Linked DNA regions of Mus musculus: regions 1 and 2 are each linked to region 3. Evidence: chromatin contacts called from public Hi-C data. All regions are on one chromosome and are shown on one strand. The core of a region is the stretch at or near the end of the contact, and the rest is flanking DNA. Distances in the headings are between cores, read along the strand shown.

Evidence for each region. Hi-C and Micro-C count contacts between places; a contact is called where the count stands out from the background.
Region 1: a Hi-C map of the N1E-115 cell line shows a contact between it and region 3, with 5 times the contacts expected there. The contact joins two enhancer-like sites. A contact is called at or near these places in 1 of 15 datasets of contacts at CTCF or cohesin (the NIH/3T3 cell line), 2 of 484 Hi-C or Micro-C datasets (the N1E-115 cell line and nephron progenitors), 1 of 115 datasets of contacts at active chromatin or transcription factors (embryonic stem cells) and 1 of 9 other capture datasets (embryonic stem cells).
Region 2: a contact with region 3 is called in a Hi-C map of pancreatic cancer cells, with 3 times the contacts expected there. The contact joins two enhancer-like sites. A contact is called at or near these places in 1 of 484 Hi-C or Micro-C datasets (pancreatic cancer cells) and 1 of 115 datasets of contacts at active chromatin or transcription factors (stem cell-derived neural progenitor cells).

Annotation. Positions count from the first base shown.
Region 1 is chr3:65,204,463-65,207,230 of GRCm38.p6, forward strand. All of the region lies in intron 1 of Kcnab1 (potassium voltage-gated channel, shaker-related subfamily, beta member 1), which reads left to right. All of the region lies in intron 3 of A330015K06Rik (RIKEN cDNA A330015K06 gene), which reads right to left. Among named protein-coding and RNA genes, the nearest start is that of Gm52605, 70 kb to the right of the region's middle. Within about 2 kb of position 1,294, at least 17 of the 459 cell types and tissues checked have an H3K27ac peak or open chromatin away from gene starts, as enhancers often do. A contact at or near this core is called in the N1E-115 cell line, where this site is marked.
Region 2 is chr3:65,242,041-65,244,740 of GRCm38.p6, forward strand. The region is part of intron 1 of Kcnab1 (potassium voltage-gated channel, shaker-related subfamily, beta member 1); the gene reads left to right. The region is part of intron 3 of A330015K06Rik (RIKEN cDNA A330015K06 gene); the gene reads right to left. Among named protein-coding and RNA genes, the nearest start is that of Gm52605, 33 kb to the right of the region's middle. Within about 2 kb of position 1,436, at least 2 of the 459 cell types and tissues checked have an H3K27ac peak or open chromatin away from gene starts, as enhancers often do. A contact at or near this core is called in pancreatic cancer cells, where this site is marked.
Region 3 is chr3:65,921,089-65,923,966 of GRCm38.p6, forward strand. No RefSeq gene overlaps it. Among named protein-coding and RNA genes, the nearest start is that of Gm35039, 5.8 kb to the right of the region's middle. Within about 2 kb of position 1,568, at least 98 of the 459 cell types and tissues checked have an H3K27ac peak or open chromatin away from gene starts, as enhancers often do. A contact at or near this core is called in the N1E-115 cell line and pancreatic cancer cells, where this site is marked.

The sequences.
Region 1 (2,768 bases), core at 44-2,543, 720 kb before region 3:
CTGCCCCTCAGCTTTCACAGTATTTCGCACATAATAAATACTGATTATAGTCAGTGGGTGTTGAGATGAATTATAGCCACTCTAACCCTGCATTTAATAAAGGCAGAGGCTATTCCAGTTTTCCTCACAAACATTCCCAGAAGGTGATGAAATGGGCATGATGGATCTTTACATCTTAACTTCTTAGGGGACATTAAAGGCAATCTCAAACCAACTTTATTGCATCACAGTGTTTATGAAACTTGGTGTTGATTCTTTTATAACATTTTTATTAAAAAAAATTTCATGAGCATCTGTCCCAAGTCATGTGTGAGGTTGAAAAAAAAATGCCTTGCATTATCTCTGGCCTGGAAGGTCTCACTGTTCCTGGGTCTGTTGGACACTTACATCTCTTCACATACACTATAATGGGAAAAGGGAAATTAGATACAGCGTGCTGGGCAACGCCACAGAGGAATGCAGAGAGCAAAGGAATTACTAAAGAGAGAAAAGATCATTCCAAGCGAGGAATGCATCCAATAGTAAACTGATGTGCTTTGGGTATGTAACTCAGTGTCCCCATGCCTGAATAAGGAACTCAGCTGCAAAACAGAAATATCGAGAATATCATCGACTACCTGACGGGGCAGTTTGCCACCCTCACTTTCAGATGCTGCTTCTCAAATCTGCAAGTGGTACAGACTTGCCTGGAGCATTTGTGGGAAGAAGACACTGCCCCACCCCCTAGATCCTGGTCCAGGGTTGGATCCTGAGAACTGGCCTCACTAAAGAGCTCCCTAACAATGTTGATGCTGGTGGACTGTATGTAAGCGAAGGCTTAAAGTCCCCCTGTGAGAGGCAAACAGCAAGTGTAAGCTGTCATATGCTTTTGAGATGAATTTAAGTAGATAGATAGGAGTGCTCCAAATGGAAGAAGGCACTCCAGGAAAAAAAAAAATTATGTATTCAAAATAAACAACATGACGCTTTGAGATAAATTAAAGTGAGTGTTACTAGATTAGATACTCTTTGATACGAGGAGACAATCTGAGCCTGTGAGAGAGGAGAGCTGGGGAGTCCCTGTGACTGTCACAAAGACTTGAAATAAGGAGCCCCTATATTGCAGTCCTCTCTTGCCACTTTGATTCACCTCTTGCCACTTTGCCTAGTAGCGGGAAGATACGCGCGTCTACACATGGCAGGTATAAAACAGAGTGCAGAAGAAGCTTACTTGGCCAATCACATAGGTGACCAGCTGACCAGTTAACAAACTCTCGACTTGGAAAACACAGGCAGTGCTGAGCTTTTCGAGCCAGACTCGAGAGCCAATCATCTGGGCAGCTGAAACTGTCTCTTTTCATTACTTCATCCCAGCAGAACAGGGCAAATCTACAGAGCAATTTTTATCTGCTGAAAAACAATTACAGCTGGGTGGGGGAGAAAGCCACACAAGCTTCAGAAATGTCCTGAGAGACGGGCCACATGGAATCCAGACAGATTTAATCACCCCTGGTACAGCTGGTTCTTAACTAGGGAGCTTAATCTCATTGTTCCTTTAGAGAAAGAGCAATCTGGGCAGGCTTCTGAACGTGAGGATCAAGGCCTCTTAGTCCCAAAGAGAGTTCAGTATTTCAGAAAAAGACAGTCGGGAAATGCAAAAGGCATATAAAACCTTAAGTTCGTTTAAAATGTTTACAACTTATAAATCTGCCTCCTCCCTTCTTTGTGAATTTTATACATGCATGTACCGAATCTGGAGTCATTTTCACAAATGCACCCACTACACTCTCCCATCCACCTTTCTCCTGCAGAAGCCCTTCTTCTCAAGAAGCCCTCTCCTCCTGTAGGGGTGTCTGGGGTGTGCTTAATTGTTTGTGCTCACTGTTGGCTTACAGATGAGCGTGGGTGGGAGGTTATCTACTAGAACGTGGGCAACTTATCAGGGGTTATACCACTGAGGAAAAATCACCCGCTCTTCTAGGCAACCATTACCTGCCCATAGTCTCTTAGTGAGATACGTGCTTCACGAACTCCCACCCATTGCTTGATAAAAATATGACAGGTTTGATTCTTATGCAGATAAGTAACCAAGCTTGTAAATGTAACATGTTGTAGATGTAATGTCCATGTCATGTCCAGAAAACACTGTTTGACAATACTCGTCCCTAACCTTGGCTCTTAAATTTTTCTACCTACCCCCCCCCTTTTATGGATTAGCCTGATGGTGAGTGCTGTAGATATATTTTTAGTCTTGAACCCTGAGTATGTACGATATAACTGTTTCTTTTATGACCAAGCACAGCATGGATTTTTATTCACCACACTTTGACCAGTTATGAGTCTCTGGCTTAACTGTCACCTACTGCAAAAAAGAAAAAACAAATTATGAAGACATGAGACCTGTATGAATCTATAAGTATAAACATATTTTAGAAGGGAGTTTGAGACCATAGCAAAACAACAGTAATTGGTTTTTATTTAGGGCCTGTAACCTTCCCAGTCACATACATTCCCTTAACCAGGCATGAATTCCCTTCTGCAGAACAGACCTCAAATCTAATCTGAAAGCAGCTGCTTAGTCCCATCTTGCTCATACCACTATTGCACCAATGGACATACCTTGATAAGAAGGTCATCATTGTAGCTCATGGAGTCTACAACTAGGAAGAACTCTAGATGTTCTTCCACAGCAATGTGCATAGTACCTATGAAAGCTATCCAGCACCGCAGATGTTTCATTCCAGTTCCAATCCAGTATGAGGTACACAGAGAGCATAGTGTCTTCAGCA
Region 2 (2,700 bases), core at 186-2,685, 680 kb before region 3:
ATCTGGCCCATGGGAAGGTAGCTTTGCTTCTGTTTGAGAGGGGATTTCAGTGAAGTTTAATCTGCAGCTTGTAAGCATCACATTTTTCTGGAGCTGCAGTGTAGGCTGCTTGCCTCCCTTCCTCCATTCAGGTACCTATAACAGAATTGTTCCTTTAATTCAGCTAAGTCGGGATTAGCACCGGTACCTCTGCACCTAGAGCCATCCAGAAGAGCCGTTCTTACTAGTCACCACTATTTCCTGCCCCTTGGGTCAGACACCACTCTGCTTCTGGTCATCACAGGATGAACAGTAAGAAGCTGCTTTAATAAACACATCCAAGAAGAATGGAAAGGCCCGAGCAGAGGAGGAAAGATGGGTGTAACCTAAGGCAGGCAGTCCAGCCTGGCCAATCACTAGCCACTGCCAAGGCTCAAAGTGCCATCATGGCCATCTGTACTCAATTCCCACTAGTGGCCAGGTCAGGTTTTCTTATTTTTGCAGAAATGATGATCACCTATCATCCTAAAGTCGGTTCATAGCACAGCTCAGGAGCTAATGTATAAATAGCAGCATGCTGAGTTTGGAAATAAAAATGCTCAAGCCTCATGAGAGTGGTTACAAATGAAACAAAATGGAAAGAAAGGATGTTAGCTTTAAGAGATCCTCAATTTTCTTCTACTTTATTTAGTTTCCCAACCTGGTGTTCAAAGTTTTCTTGGTTACATTTCTTAGTCAACCCTAGTTTCAGAGTTACTAACTTACTGTCCTGTGGGAAAGAAACTTATCCTGTGCAGTGCTTGGGTGTGGTTCTTTTTGTCCTGTTTCCGCTCAGAGTCAGCTCTGTGGGTCCCACCTCGTGCTGTGTACTTTAGTTTTCATCAATAATAAAGTAGGTTAATTTCTAACAGTCTGTATTTCATCGCAAGGACACTTGGGTCCTGAAAGACTTTAAAACTCTTCATAGGATGAGGTTATGGTTTGTGTGGTTTTGATACAATGGTTTTCTTTATTCATTAAGAGTGTATACATGGTTACAATGTATTTCCATCACACTCACCTACACTCCCCTCCAATCTCTCCTTGATTCCTTCATCATCCTCCCCCAACTTTGTGCCTCCTTTCTTTCTTTCTTCCTTCCTTCCTTCCTTCCTTCCTTCCTTCCTCCCTCTCCTTCTCCCTCTCCCTCCCTCTCTCTCTCTCTCTCTCTCTCTCTCTCTCTCTTTCTTTCTTTCTTTCTTTCTTCAAAGCCACCAAGGCTAATTATTACTACACAGACATACATAGATGTGGGCAATCCTCTGGGGCATAGTCACCCTTACAAGTGCCACACCCCTAAATAAAACTGACTCTCCCTCCCCCAAGAGGAGATCAACTATCAGTAGTTCCTCAGTTATGTGTTCTTTGGTCATCCATTACTGAACTATTGACTGGCTTGATCTTGTGCAAGTCTTGTACAGAAAACCACAGCTGTTGTGAATACATGAGTACAAAACCCCATCCTGTCCAGAAGAGACTGCTCAACCCCAGTCTTTCCCCAGCCTCTGGCTCTTACAATCTTACAACATGCGCATGCATGTGTGCACACGCACAAGCGCGCGCGCGCACACACACACACACACACACACACACACACACACACACACACACTTTCTGAGATGATCCCTCAGTCTAGGAGAAAGAGTGTGTTTCATTTAGCTGAGTAGTCCAGGCATTGATTGTGTTTTACAATTGTATAGGTTTTGATCAACCCAAAACCATACAGAATAGTTGCATAAGTACCCTAATTCCTTCTTTATATTCAACCTTTCTTTTCACCTCCAAACATTAACTACTCTCCCCCTAATTTCATCTTTGCTAGAATGATATATAAACAGAATCATACAATGTGTAACCCTTTGAGTCTGGCTTCTATCACTTAGCAAACTGCATTTCAGATACAACCATATTATTCTGTGAATCACTAATCAATTGTTCCTCTCATTTTTCTGCCGAATGGTATTTCATTGTGTGAAAGTCTAGTGTGTTTATCCATTCATTAGTTGATGGACATCTGGGTAGTTTCCAATTTGGGGTGATTATGAGTAAAACTGCTATAAATATTTGAGTACAGTTTTGTGCGTGTGAACAGAAGTATTCAATTTACTCCAGTAAGTACCTAGGAATAGACTTGCTGAATCACTTGGTTGGTATGAGTATGTTTGACTTTCTAAGAAGCCACTAAGCTGCCTTTCAAATGGGCTATTCTATTTTATACTCTTCCTGGCCAGGAATTTGCTCTGCAGCTTTGCCACCTCTTAGTAATAAGTGTGTGTGTTTGCTATTTTAATTTTTATCTTACATATTTTAATAAGTATATTAATGCATCTCATGATGGTTTTAAATGGTTTTTCCTAGTATTTATTTAGTAACACTGAACTGATTTTCTCCCTAAAAGTTTATCTGTCACCAAACATCTTCTCCAGAGCCCATTCAACACCCAAATCATTTTATTTATTACACTTTAGCAGATTATTTTCTTCCAGGATGCAGCTTGTCTTTCCAACCTTTTAATGGTATTTTTTTATATTTTTATTAGGTATTTTCCTCATTTACATTTCCAATGCTATCCCAAAAGTCCCCCATACCCTCCCCCCGACTCCCCTACCCCACCCACTCCCCCTTTTTGGCCCTGCTGTTCCCCTGTACTGGGGCATATAAAGTTTGCAAGTCCAATGGGCC
Region 3 (2,878 bases), core at 318-2,817:
AGAATCAGGACGAATTCTTGTCGGAGGGAGTATGTGACCAGAGGTGGACTTTGAGGCTTCAAAAACACATCTTGCTCACTCTCTCTGCCTCTGTCTTGTGGGTAAGTTGTGAGCTCTCAGCTATGGCTCTCTACCAAGCCTGTCTACCTGCCTGCAGCCACGCTTCCTGCCATGATGAGCATGGACTCACCCTCTGAAACTGTAAGCCAACCCCAACTAAACGCCTTCCTTTATAAGTTGTCTTGGTCATGTGTCTCTTCACAGCAATAGAACAGTAACAAGGTGTTATCAAAGCGTCCTTTCAAATCTGTCTTTGTTTTTTTTTGTTTGTTTGTTTGTTTGTTTTGTGGGGTTTTTTTGTTTTTGTTTTTGTTTTTTGGGGTTTTTTTCAAGACAGGGTTTCTCTGTGTAGCCCTGGCTGTCCTGGAACTCACTTCATAGACGAGGCTTGTCTCGAACTCAGAAATCCGCCTGCCTCTGCCTCCTGAGTGCTGGGATTAAAGGCGTGCGCCACCACTGCCCGGCTGTCTTTGCTTCTTAAAGGTGGTTACATCTTACCATCCAAGGTTAGATAACCCTGGTGCTGGACAGAGGCTCTGCTGGGATTTACTAGGCTCTGCACCCCTAAATTGTGAGTCCAGGTTACTATGTTTCTTTCTTGTCTCTGTGAGAACAGCTAAGAAAAGCACCTTAACAAAGGAAGGGCTTATTTTGGGCCACTGTTTGAAGTGAAACCATTCTGGTGAGGAAATCATGGTAGCTGTAGCAGAAGACAGGTGTGTCTACAGTCAGGGGAGAGATGAACGCTGTCACTAAGCCTGCTGTCTCCATTTTTCCTTTTTAATCAGTCCAGGGGATCATGCTTCCTGAATCTAGGCTGTGTCTTCCCTCCTCAGGAAATCTGTCTGGAAATAAACCCACAGACACACCCAAATGTGTCTCCCAGGTGATTTCAAATCTAGGAAGGGTTAACTCAGCAGCTTAACCCGCAGTTACTTTAAGAAATGATTAAGTGAAGAACCACTTTAAATTCTCTGTGAAACTCTCATAGATGTATGTTTGTTGTACTTCTTAATATAAAAAATTAACATAGAATCTGCCAGGAATCCGGGTTTTTTTGGTCCAATTTCAAGAATCGCCTCCAGCACAGCTTTCTGGCATGGTTTCATCGTATAGTCCCTTCTCTCAACCACCACTGGGTTTTCCTTCTCTGTTATTTCTCTCAGCCATTAAGGCACTTGTCTCTTCTCTTATGGTCTTCTGTAAATATATGTCTTCTGTCAAGACACGGGAGGTATAAAAACTAGCTATGCTGAGTGCCTGAAGGTCTCTCCATTCTGCTGCCTCAAAAGCCTGCACAACTGTCTGCCCTTGGCATTTCTTCAAGATGGTATCCACTTAACTACAAAGCACCTTACCCCAGATATCACACAGTCCTGGCAAGAGAACATCTGCCCCGTTTGCACCCCTCTAAAAAGCATATCTTAGTCAAATGTACTACTGCTCTGAGTCACTCACAGCGCCTGCTCTCTTTTATTAGCAGGTGCTGACTCAGTCACAGCACCCCTTCCGGCTCTGAAAGCCCCGGTCCAGCCTAGACCAGTGCAGGGCAGCTGCTGTGGGGCATGCTGGGCACCGTAGCTTGTGAGTCACTCCCTAGCTTCCTTCATGCGGCTCTTTGTTCAGTGATGCCTAACATCTGTGCCTCTTTCCATCCCACAGGAAAACTTCATCCCCTCGGATGCCTGCAGTCATACTGCCTGTCAGTCATGAAGAGAGCTTTATTTCAAAAGATACTCAAAAATCAACAGGGGAAAACTTTTAGATTTTGAAAATTGTATAGGAAAGGAGAAGAAAGAGGCAGTTTTTGAACTTTGGCTTTGTGCTAGGCTGTGTCCAGAATTTGGAGATATATATGTTCCTAGCCTTCCTCTGAGCATGGCATATTTATGCCCAATTTTCAGATGAGAAAATAGGCCCAGAAGAGCTGATGAAGGACTTCCTTAAGTTGTTTGACACTTACGTACTTAGCCATTTCCTGCTGCTATAACGAATACCACAGTCTGGGTAATTTGCAAACAATAAACGTATAATAATACAAGACCAAAATGCGTGCAGGTTTAGCTTCTGGTAAGGGTCAAATATTGACTTCAACATTGGAGCCTGGAATCCGACATCTTCCAGAGGTAGAAAATGCTATTCTTCATGTGGCAATAGAGTGGAAGAGAGAGAGCCCACGCCCATGGACCGGTAGAGCTGCATCAATCAGTGCCCCCTTCTTTGTGACTCAAACACTTCCCATTATACCCGACTTCGCAACTCCACTGCACTGAGGACTTAGTTTCAAAATACATTTTAGAGAGAAACTCAGCCATAGCAACCATTAAGCGAGGAATTCTAGCCTAGTATAATAGATAATTGGACTGTCTCATGTTCATGTTCCCACAGGCCAGGTGTAGTGACTCATGCCTGTAATTCCAAAATTTAGGAGAATAAGGCTGGTCCTTCAAAGGTAGCCAGGGCTACACAGTAAGTACCTGGCCAGCCTGGGCTGTGTAGTGAGATCTTGTCTAGAAGGAAGAAAGGAAGGAAGAAAGGAAGGAAGGAAGGAAGGAAGGAAGGAAGGAAGGAAGGAAGGACCAATAAATAGTCACTTGTGGTGGCACGTGCCTTTAATCCCAACACTTTTGGAGGAAAAAGCAAGAAGATCTCTGAGTTCAAGGCCAGCCTGGTCTACAAAACCAGGATTATATAATATATATATATATATATATATATATATATATATATATAGTATAATATAATTAATATATAATATTATATAACACTATATTTATATTATATAATTTATTATACTATAATGTAATAATTTCTTTAT